Regions from separate parts of the Rattus norvegicus genome. Here region 1 is linked to region 2. The links are chromatin contacts, called in public Hi-C maps. All regions are on one chromosome and are shown on one strand. The core of a region is the stretch at or near the end of the contact, and the rest is flanking DNA. Distances in the headings are between cores, read along the strand shown. Region 1 has its middle 54 kb from the start of Rpl27al1. Region 2 holds the start of Map3k8 (mitogen-activated protein kinase kinase kinase 8).

Region 1 (5,734 bases), core at 3,192-5,691, 69 kb after region 2:
AACCATATCAGTCAGCATGTTTTTGCTGAGAAATGAATTTTTCTACAACTTTCTGGTTATGGATTAAAATTCCAGTAAAATGTTGTCAAGATGCTTAAAGAGTGTTTAGTTGGTGAAAGGTCAGATGAATACAGCAGACGAGGTAAATAAAGCTTCATGGACAAATCCAGCAAACTTTAAGAGTGTTGGTTGGTCTTAGACATCAGATTACACGTTGTCCTGGAGAATAAATTGGCCCTTTCTGTTGCCTGGTGATGGCTGTAGAGTGTGTGCGTGTGTGTGTGTGTGTGTGTGTGTGTGTGTGTGTGTGTGTATACACATTTTTCCATACATTTCATTGGTTTGCTGAGCACACTTGCCAGATGTGATGTAATGGTTTTGCAAAGCTATGGCTGGTCAGGGCCTCAGACAAGCACCAGGCAGTTACTATTACAATTTTTGATTCAAGTTTCACTTTGGGGGGTGCTTTGGAGTTTCTTCCCCATCCTCCCACTGAGAGGGACATCTCTGTTTGTCATCATGCTTTGTTGTCAGATTGAGAGGGGGCAACAGTTCAGAATGATGACTCTTTGGACATTTTGGCTGGCTCATGAAGCGCTCGCTTTTTGAGTCTTTCCACCTTGCCATTTTGCCTCACACCAGAGCTCCTGTGGAATGACTAATGCATGCTGAGTTCTTTGGAAACTTCCCTTGTAGGCATGTAAGGTGACTGCTCTCAGCCAGTCACTGTCATCTTCTTGATAATCTCTTGGTTCTCCTCTTTGGAAAACTTCTTTTTAAAAGAGTTATTCGTGTGTTTGAGTGTTCTGTCTGGTTGGTGTATGTACCTGTGTCACATGAACCAGAGGAAGTAGAAGAGGATGGCGGATCCTCTGGAACTGGAGTTATGGATGGGTTGTGAGCCTTCATCTGTGTGTTGGGAATTGAGGCTGGGTTCTCTGCAGGAAGATGAGCTTTAAACCGTGGAACGAGCCCTTGCAGAATGTCTTGAGCCACCCTACACTGTACATCCATGAGCAGTTCCTGGGGCAAATGTATTGATGACAAGGAGCGTGTCTCCACTGCTTTACGACCCATTTAGAACTGGGGTAGAAAATTTGCTCAAGGGGTCGAGGATTTAGCTCAGTGGTAGAGCGCTTGCCTAGCAAGCACAAGGCCCTGGGTTCAGTCCCCAGCTCCGGAAAAAAAAAAAGAAAAAAGAAAAGAAAATTTGCTCAAGCTAGTTTGTTATCTAATATTATTTTCATAGTAAAATCAACGAATCAACGTAGCATAAATGGAGAGGCGAAGACGATGGCTCAGTGTCTAGGAGCAAGTGCTGCTTTTGCAGAGGACCCATGGTGGCTCACAGACTATCTGTAACTTCATTTCCTGGGGAGCCTTCTTCTAACTTATTTGCACCGCACACATGTGGTATAGTAGTATATGCAGGCAACACACATACAAAAATGTAAATAACTTAAAATACTACAAAATGAACAAAGGGCAAGAAATAAGTCACTGGAAAAACCACAAAGTGAAGAATGTGCATTAATGTGTGCATAATACAACCACATTTACCAAGAACGCAGCCCCATATCAGACAGCAAATCTCAGCCATGCAAACACAGTTACTTTTGCCTTACCCTGTAGGCGTGAGGACAGGGGGAGCTCATTGAAAACCACTAAGATTTTATGCAGTGTGTTTCTCAGAGTTAGCAAACAAGACAATTTAAAGTATATTTGTTCACTGTGTGAGTGTGACACACATGCACACACACACGCACACACATGCACAGGCAGCAAATACATTTGAAGGTCAGGGGGCAACATGTAAAAGTCGGTTCTTTCCTTCTACCAGGTGGGTCTGAGGATCGAACTTCGCTCGCCAGCCTTGGAAGCAAGAGCTTTATCCTTTGTGCATCTTGCTAGCCTCCAGATGGATTTAAATACAAACATACTCCAAAGTTTAAAATAACCCAGATAACTCATTGCCCTGACTTTCCACAGTTCTGTTCAAGCATAAGAGCCGGATTCCAGCAACCACTTGTTTTGCCTTAAAAAAAAAAAATCCAGTCTTATCAACATTTTATGTCTACACGACCCAAGTATAACTTATTTCTGCTCATCATTAAGCTTCATTGTACTGTGCGAACATGCTTCCAACCTTCTGTTTGGGTGCCCTGACTCTCACAAGCATACTCTATAAAATATGGTTTATAATTTCATTCTCTTGTCAGATTAAAAGTATCACGAGTTGTTTCCACTCCACTGTCTACGTGTGTTCCACAGGCTGCTGTCTAACTTCAGTTAGTAGCTCTAACGTCACATGGGAGCTGTTATCTTGGTCCCTAGGCTTGCATTTGTTCCTGCACCCTCTGGGCCTTCGCCATGCTCTAACGCATAACTTCCGGTGCTCACAACTTCCGGTGCTCATTTCCTTTTCTCTGAGAGTTGAGAGTTTTGGAGGTTCAGATAGTGGTAATCACCTCAGCTTTCCCCCTAAAAAATGCCTCTATTTTACATTATCTTCTTAAAAGTTGGCTTCTCTGGACAGGCAAGTCCAGGTTAACAGTCATCATTTCATAGTTTCAATGTTACAGAGATTAATTTACCATTTTCCAGTTTCCACTTCTGCTATTGAGAAATCAACTGTTCACTTTATTTTCATTGCTTGTAGATGCTTTTTCTTGGCAGTAATTTTTAAAGTTTTTGATATTTTCAAGATTATTTTAAAGATTATACAGAAATGCATTTACTATTATGATGTTTGAGCTTGCCAGACTTCCTGAATAAATTATTTCAATTTTCCCAGTGTCCTGGCTTATTTTCCCGTGTTGCTTTTCCCATGCTTGCTTTGCTCTTATTTTTCTAGACCCTGAGTTACACTGCATGCTGGACCTGCTTGCCCTGCTATGTGTCATGTTCCTTTAGCGTGTGTGTGTGTGTGTGTGTGTGTGTGTGTGTGTGTGTGTGTGTGTGTACGCATGTCATGCTGAACTCAAATTTTGTGCTTCTATGATATGGTTTAGATAATTTACTCACATGTGTTTCATTCTACTAATGAGCTCTTTAACAGTGTCTACCTTTCTGTATACTCTTAGGGCTTTAATGGTATATTTATTATTATTACAACAAATGGGGTATTTATATATATTCATGTGTGTAGGTATGAACATGCACAGTACACATGTGGAAGTCAGAGGACAGTTGATTCTTATGTTACTCCATGTGGGTTTATGGATCCATGAAGGTCGTTGGGCTTGTCGAATGCATTTACCTGCTGAGCCACTGTGCCTGCCCTCGTTGAAGAACTTTATGAGAGATGCTTATGTTTTCCCTTTCAACTCATTCTTCCTCATGGCGACATGTTCCCTGGGGTGTTGTCTCATATTTGACTGTGAGTTTAAGCTTTGGGGAATTCTATCTTTGGAGACTGTTGAAGGCCCCACTCGTTTGAGCGGACATGTTTCCAGATTGTATTTCTGTATTTGTATTTGCCTGCCAGTGAGAACATGATCAAAGCAACCACTCTTTGAAAGAAAACTGTCTTCTCGTGGTTTGCCAGTTATCATGAAGACACCGTGCCAACCTGAAGACTGGTCAGTGGCCACCAACACGCACGGATATTTTACAATTTCTGCATAAAAATTGTATAATCATAGTATATGTAGAGCAGTGTGATTTAAAATAAAATTTATATCATATTATAAATTAATTCAATTAAATTAACACATGTCGGGCTCCCTACTCCCACCTTGTGGACCCAGAGGATCAAATTCAGGGAAGCAGGCACCCCGGCCATCGAGTCACCTCACCAGCCACAGTGTGGTACTCTGACACATGATGAATACACATACAATGACCAAGTCAGATTGAACCCATCCATCTTTTCCAGTTGTGTATGTGCGTGCGTGCATGCGTGTGAGCTTTCAGGATGCTTTCTTCAGGCTTTTCTGGAATACACAGCACATTACTGATATCTACTGTCACACATCCACAACTTCTCACACCAATCTATCTGTCCCACAGTCTTCATTCATGGACCCCTCTCCCTGCCCTCCTCACCCAGCTTCTCCCTAGCCTCTGGAAAGTACCATTCTGCTCTCAGATGCTGAGATGAGCAACTTTTAGTTTTCAGAGGCATGAGTCTGGGTCCTCTCAAGTCTCTCTTCCATGACAAGCAAGCAGCCTTATTGCCTCAGTGGTTAGGGAATGCATCGAGGACAATGCTCTTGACGAAAGCTTTATTCCCAATGTTCCTTTGTTGTTGGATGTATCCTGATATAAAGACGTGTTTAGGGGCAGTCGGCTAAGTGAACAGAAATTCCGCTGGAGACCTGTGTGTTACTGGCATGTCCTGGGCGTGGAGTTTCAGGAAAGCTGGCCAGAGAATGCCATCTGCTACTGCTGCCACTCTGTGGTCAGCCCTTTCTGAGAGCTTCGTCCAAGTTCCAGGAAAGGCGCATGAGATCTGGCACAGTTCTGAAGGCTGCTGCTTACCACAGTAACTTCCTGCTTTCCAGCTCAGGACAGCTTGTTTCTGGGGCCTGACTGGGGCTGGGTCTGCCTGGCCCTTCAGCCCTAGGAGACTGAAGGCAGAGCCTGTATTTTATATTCTTTGCCCAGTGTGACTCCTGTGGCTGGGGTTCACACCGGTGAGTTGTGATACCTGGGCCAGCCTCAGCTCTCAGAAATGCAAACACATCTGTAGGCATGCAGCTGCAGCAAGTGAGGCTTCAGTGAAATAGAAGATTCTGTCGACTTTTGCCTGTCCAATCAGACAACCTACTGACCCACGGGCAAGAACTGTCCCAGCTGCTCCCTGTGCTCAGCTTTGAACTTGATTCCGAGAAGAATGAGGGAAAAGATCCAGACGCTGCTTTGTAGAGATAAACAGACTTCTGAAAAGTTGTTCATTCTTGCAGAGTGATAACTATCTGCCAGGCCAGAGCAAAACCTGTGTCCGCCACTACCCTTATCTTCCTCCAGTCCTGCACTGGTATCCTTGCAATTGGGCTTTTAAATGCCCCAGGGAGAATGTTTCTTAAGGGTATTTAAGTTGAGTTTTTTTTAATAAATAACAAAGTTAAATTTAAAACAACAAAAAGGACAGTTCTTTGGGGTTTCCTTTATCAGAAAGGCCCAGGCCAGGCCAAGAACCATGAAGCAAGTTGGCTCAGGCCAGATCATGGGCGAGCTGGCCTTCTGATTCTGGTGTGTGTTCTGCTGCCTCATGGACTTTTCTCACAAAACACAAAAGCGAAGAAAGTCTCTTAAGAAGTAAACCCCAAGTTTTGACAGGTTCTGTGTGTGCATCCCTGTGCGGCTACTTGGGTGGTGCCCTGCCCAGAATGGTTAACTGCATTAACTTACATTGTAGAGAGCTGGTGCCTCTTTGTGACTCACAGACGCAGTTGAGATTCAGATGAGGCAGGAGAGATATTTAGAGAGTGCAGAGTAGAGAGCCATGTTGAAGGAGGTAAGCCATTTCTTAAGCGGGGTGTCATGTATCTCACATCATGTTGCTCACTGTGAACCCCGGGCATGCGGAAAAGCATGCATATTCCTCAACCTTTGTATGTACCTACACCATGTTCTATCATGGGGCTGGGGAAAGGTACACTAGGTAATTCCTGATTAGCCTTGTGTACTGGCCTTGGGAACCCTGCTGGATTACAGTAAAACTCCCCAGGGAGGCTTAAAACACTTTACTTAAAGAACTCTTGGCCTTGGGGAGTAGCACAAGACAGTA
Region 2 (5,875 bases), core at 471-2,970:
TGGGACTTGGGGGGGGGGTGTGGAGCACCCTCACAGAAGCAGGGGAAGGAGGGATGGAATAAGGGGTTTGTGGAGGGGTAACTGGGAAAGGAGATAACATTTGAAATGTAAATAAATAAAATTTAAAAGTCTGAAAGTTGCCAGGAGTAGTTTATATGTACTTTTAACCCTAGCACTCCGGAAGCAGGTTTCTTAGTTCGTGGCTGGCCTATGCTTCAGAGTAAGTTCCAAGCCCAGCCAGGGTTGCAGAGAAAAACCCTGTCTCAAAAAGACAAAATATAAAATGTCTGAAAGTAAGTTTTCTAATTCACCCCACAACATAAAGTCCGTGGCTACTTTTGCCCTAAGCAGCCATTAAAGTACAGCTGTACTGGGGAGCCTTCTGCAGGGAACTCAGAAACTCACTTCCCAAAACATGCAGGGTGTAATGAGCTCATCCAACGGGGCGGGGCGGGCGGGGCGGGGCGGGGCGTGGTTTCAAGATTCTATTTTTGAAGTGTTTATAAACCCATCCTTTATTGCCTAAGTCAGCAGACAAGAGAGAGACGAATCTCACACAGCAGTAGCGGCAAACTCATTTCTAATCTGGGGTTCTGCAGAAAATCTAAAGGGTACTTTAGTTTCCACAGAGACTGGACCGATCAGCTCTCTGGCTGGTGCAGGATGCTTTTGCAAATTCCTGGGCTGCTTGTTTGGTGCAGGCTATGCTAGCTAGCTCTCTGTGAGAAGAGAAAGGTCATGTTGTCCAGAAGGGGAGCTACAGAGATTCCTGTAACCATCAAAGTATGTCAAGTCACACAATGCTCTCACATTCAAAGTAATTGCAGACGGGCCAGGCAACTTTCCTCGCCAAGTAAATCTAGTCTTGCTTGTATGTACCTTAAGGTTCTATAACGTGGGTGCAGTTCCTCACCCCAGCTTTCTGTCCTACTTCTGCCAGAAATTTTCTTAGGATGTTTTTTTAAGGGCAACTCATTTTGCAGAGGGATCATAGAAAGGTCATCATAAGGGGTTGAACCTGGTGAAGACCATGAGCCTGGAGACTGTAAAGGTCAGACTGAATACCTCAGTCAAGGGAGTGCTGGCTTCACACCTTAGCCATGGTCTCACAGGAATCATCAGTGGGATGCATATTAGATCAATTAGATCACTCTCTTGTTCTCTGGGATCTTGCAAAGTACCTGGCTGCTAGTAGGTCTTCGTTGATGGGTGGGTGGGGGGCGGGTATTTGAAAGGAGGAGCAGGAAAAGCGGTGACTGGAGTTTCTTGAAGGCGCTTTCCTTCAGTAAATTTTCTAACAAAGGAGCAAACCCCTAAATTATTACCTGGAGCTAAGGGGCCAGAGGGATCCTAGTAGGCAGCTCTAATAGTGGAACTGTGCCATTGAACAACTGGTTCCAGGAGACTAAAGATCAAAACTAGTGCTAGCAGAGACTACCGCAGGCGACTTTGGCCGAAACTTTTAAGCACAGCCAGTGCACCTGAATTGAATCAGGGCGAGACCAATCCTAGCTGCTCAAAAGACTCCCGCAGAGACTGGGAGAGCGCGTCTTCCGGGCAGGTCCTGGGGAGGATCTGGAACCGCAAACTCCGGGTGCGAGGTCGCGCTCCATACACAGATTGGGAACACAAGCTCAGGGCGGGGTGGATCCGCACGGCCGCGCCGCCCAGTTCCGCCTTCATCTCCACCCCGCGCCCCGGGGCCCGAGGGTGGGAGGACGGAATTTCCCATCGCGGGGGCTCGGGTGTCCTGGGCCAGCCGGCAGGCCCTTTCTGTTTACGGAGAGAAAGGGGAAATGGAAAAGGCGGGGAGGACGCTGGCGTCGGCTACGCCGCCCCGGGGCCAGTTCAGACGCCGAGAGTCCGGGGCTGCAGCGTACCGCTCCTCCCGCTGCGGATCGCCCGGCCTTTGGTCGGCCGCCGGTCGTCCGGACGCCCGTACGTCTGGCTCCCGCTGGCAAGCCACCCGCTGCCCACCAAGCCCGAGCTCCGGGCGGGCACACGGAACACTCAGGTAACAGGGCTTGGGGTGCCCTGAGTGTGTTTCGGGGGCGTTCCACCTGGATGCCTGGGGGTTCCCACTCTGAAACGGAGCGTGCCTCCCACCAGGGGACACTGGGGTGGCCCGCTGCACGCAGGTACAGCTGGAAAGCACCTTGCTCCGGGCCGCGGGAGGTGTGGACTCGCGGCTCCTCCCCCTTCCTCCTTCTTCCCGGATTCCGGGTGACCAGTCAGTGTCGGTCTGGGCTGAGGTGGTGGACGGGAGCACACGCACTCACCGCGTCTCCTGCGGGGGACGCTGCCTGGACGGCTGCGTTCTGGTTGCTGAGCCTGGGTGAGTGCAATTTGGAGGCTGAAGGATCCCACTATGGTTGTTCATCGCTGGGCTTCTTTTACCATAAGCAAAATTTGCTTATCTGAAGGGGCCAAGTGGGTCGAGAAGGAGTTGTAGGAAACATATTTGGGACCAGAAGAAAAACAAAATAAGTTTTTTGATAAAATGGAGGTGGGAGGGGGGCGAGTAAAGCCAAACTTGCTTAGCATTATAAGACTTCTGTTGAGGCACCCGACTTTGATGGATTGAGGCTTGTGTGTTTTGGTCCTTAAAGACTTTATCCTAGGAGAATAGGGTCAGGAGACTTGAGGCATCTTGAAGTTTTGTACCAGAGTGAATTTGATTCTGCAAGGCCAGAAAGCATGTTTCTGGGACTTTTTCAAAAGAAAAATATATTAAGAGATTATGTCCTAAGGAGCAATGGGTTGTTTCAGTGGGGGAAAACCCCTCTTTAAAACGGGAACTAACACAAGCATCACCCCCCATTGTAAGGCAGAATGTCAAGATGCTAACAGCCCAGAGCCTTACATTCCTGCTTTGGGTTTTTACAGTTGCTTTCTGAAATAATGCTAAGTTAATTTCTAGTTAATGTTTTGAAATTTAATTACCAAAAAGCAAGTCTCTGCATTTGAAATACCGATCTCTAAAACTGCACTAACTCCGTCCTGATGGCCATTTGGGTTTTGGTGAGGATTTTTACCTGACTCCGGGATCAGGCACTTTAAGCTGAGCGTGTTTGTCACTAAACTGAGGTGGCTTCACCATGCACGGAAAGAGGTGCTGGTCTTGTGTAACTCAGAAACCATTAGCTAGTCTGTGGTCTGCTTAGTTGAGCCAGGAGGGTGCAGGGCCTTTTTATGTTCCAGAGGCACCTTTTCACGATGTTGGGGCATCGGGGAATCAGATCTTTGTGACAAGAGCCTCTCAGGAACTGAGCAAGCTCTATAGAAAGTTTCAGAGTTAAATACCCCTCCATCTCCCTGTCCTCCTCCGCCCCAGTCTTGTCCCCATTTTAGTCCTGTGTGTGTGTGTGTGTGTGTGTGTGTGTGTCCATTTGGTGTTTATGTATATATGTGTGTGTCTGATGTCTTGGGCTTTGAGGAAGGCCTATAAAAGCACACATTTTGTTCAAGCCTTTCTGCAGGCTTAAAAACCCAAACTGGTCTCCTTTCCAGAACAGTGCCATAACTTGGAATTGTTTGAACCCCCTCCCCCATTTTTCTCAAGTCACACACTTTATTGCTTTCTCTGTTCGTTTATTTGCCAGTTCAGTTTAGAGTCTTTACCCAGGGGGCCTTAATGCCAAATGATTTTTAACTTCTGTTTTCTTAGTAAATTCTACAGTTGAAGAAACTGCAACTAATGGTTGTATGAAACTGAGGTTAAAGGTTCTCTCTCCTATCAGCTTACAAGACTTCCTGTGTAGCTTGACACTTAGGGGACTTGAATCACAATCTTCCTCAGCGATGTCTAAGACATCTGGGAAGGGATCGTGTGGACCATAGTCTCGATTTAAGTGTGGTGAGAACCAATACTGGTGGACTTTGAGGTCTGGGCTTGCTTTCCCTCTGTGTTTCAGCGTAGACATGATCTTTAAAAACTTACCAGTCTGGAGGAATAGGGAGTCAAAAGGGACTGGCAGATGAGAAAGGGGGCCCAGCATGGTGTCCGCTGACCTAGGTCTGTATCCTAGTGCTTGGCACAGTGTAACTTACTGCACGCCAGACACCAATTAGCTTTTTGCACGGAGCCTCTTTAATTGGATGGTAGGTGCTGTTATCATCTCACACCTTGAAGCTGAGGGAAATCGCGGCACAGAGAGAATGAGAGACGTGCCCAACCATCTCATAGGCAGAGAGGTGGTGAGATTCAGGCATAAGGACAGGAGTATTTTAGTGTGGGATGGATGCTAGATGCCTTCTTCAGTCACCATTTGTACATCAGAAGCACATGACTTGATCACGTGTGCAGATGCCCCTGGTGGAAATTTCCAGGAACTTTGAGCTGAAGCTCCAAGTTGATACAGGTGCCTGGCTTTGGTGGAGTAATACTTTGTTACTTTGTATGTGAGTATTAGTATACTGTATGCACGTGTACATCCTTGTGTGTGTGTGTGTGTGTGTGTGTGTGTGTGTATCATACAGGTATACATGCATAGTACATGTGTGTGCTGGTACATGCGGAAGCTGTACGAAGTCAACATTGGCTGTCTTTCTCAGCTTACTTTTTGAGGGAGATCCTTCATTAAGCCTAGAGCTCATGGGCCCAGTTGGAGTTGCTAGCTCGGGGGCCGCCTGCCTCCACACTCCCAACACTACAGAACTTGCCAAGTACCCGAGCTTTTACAAACCTGACATATCTTCCAGAGAGGCTGAAGTCAGACAGGTTTAAGTTTGCTTAATTCTCGTAGGTGCTCTTATTTTTTTCTCATTTGTTGTGGAGTGGAGTTATCTTGGGACCCAGAGGGACAGCATCACTTTTCATTGTCACTTTTTTTTTTTTAAATCAGCTTGCTTGACTTTTGTCACTTACATTTCCTAAGTATAGCACCTGACCATGTGGGACTGAAGTGTCACTTTGCCTGGTGAAGTCAGTTGAACTGCACCGTGGCTTGCTTAGAGCAGGTTTGATTTTCCTGGGCTCTTTCTCCTACGAAAGCCTCTCCAGGTCAGTTGATCTAGGTATTAAATTAGCTTTCTGGGACCCTGAAGATGTGTGCTTTGCTTTGTGGTATTTGGAGGGAGCTGTGACTCACAGGTCAACAAGTCACCTTGCTGATAGGTTGTTTATCTTTGGCACATCTAGGATCCCAGCTCCTGCCCCTTTCTACACAGCTGTTTAATTTCTTCCCACCAGGTTTTTCCCACAAACTTAACTTCTTACCATTTCATGTGCTCTGCTTAAACTCTGTTTCACATGCTTCCTTCTCTTTGGGACTGAGCTTGTTTGCCAAGTTAGTTCCTGAATTTTAGTCAAGTGGTTCTTTCTCTTTCAAGTCGCTTTTTCTTTAAAGCCACACTGAGCTTGGGCTGGGGGCAGGCAATGAAGTTGTGCGAGGTCAGTGATTATAAAAGGCAGGAACCTCAGTCTGCAGAGAGACCCTTACTGCTCTCTGCTGTGTTTGTGTGAAGTGAAAGTTTGTTTTCAGTGGCTAAAGCGGATGCCAGAGTGAGTGGCTCCCAGGCCGCAGCATCTCAAGTTTCCCCTACAAAGCGACCTGGGCTAAAGACTAACTAAGGTCCCTTTGAACTTGGCACTGTCCACTCGAATTCCCATGTGTGAGCAAAGAAGAACCCACGTTATGAACAGAGGCACAGAGGAGCCGATCCCCAGGCATTGTGGTCTCCAATACAAACACCTTAGAGTGAAAGAAGTGTTTGTGTTTCCTTCTGTAGACTCCCCAGCAGGCACCACAGTGATGGAGTACATGAGCACCGGAAGCGACGAGAAAGAAGAGATTGATTTATTAATTAACCATTTAAACGTGTCGGAAGTCCTGGACATCATGGAGAACCTTTATGCAAGTGAAGAGCCTGCAGT

The links. A called contact is a pair of places that touch in the nucleus more often than the background predicts.
Region 1: a contact with region 2 is called in a Hi-C map of liver, with 2.2 times the contacts expected there. The contact joins the enhancer-like site here to the promoter of Map3k8 in region 2. A contact is called at or near these places in 6 of 12 Hi-C or Micro-C datasets (the Rat2 cell line, Schwann cells, kidney and 3 more).

Annotation. Positions count from the first base shown.
Region 1 is chr17:58,142,625-58,148,358 of GRCr8, forward strand. No RefSeq gene overlaps it. Among named protein-coding and RNA genes, the nearest start is that of Rpl27al1, 54 kb to the right of the region's middle. Within about 2 kb of position 4,442, at least 17 of the 93 cell types and tissues checked have an H3K27ac peak or open chromatin away from gene starts, as enhancers often do. A contact at or near this core is called in liver, where this site is marked.
Region 2 is chr17:58,076,455-58,082,329 of GRCr8, forward strand. Map3k8 (mitogen-activated protein kinase kinase kinase 8) reads left to right here and starts at 1,721. Exons shown (of 8, transcript NM_053847.2): 1 at 1,721-2,014; 2 at 5,731-5,875. The coding sequence starts at 5,754.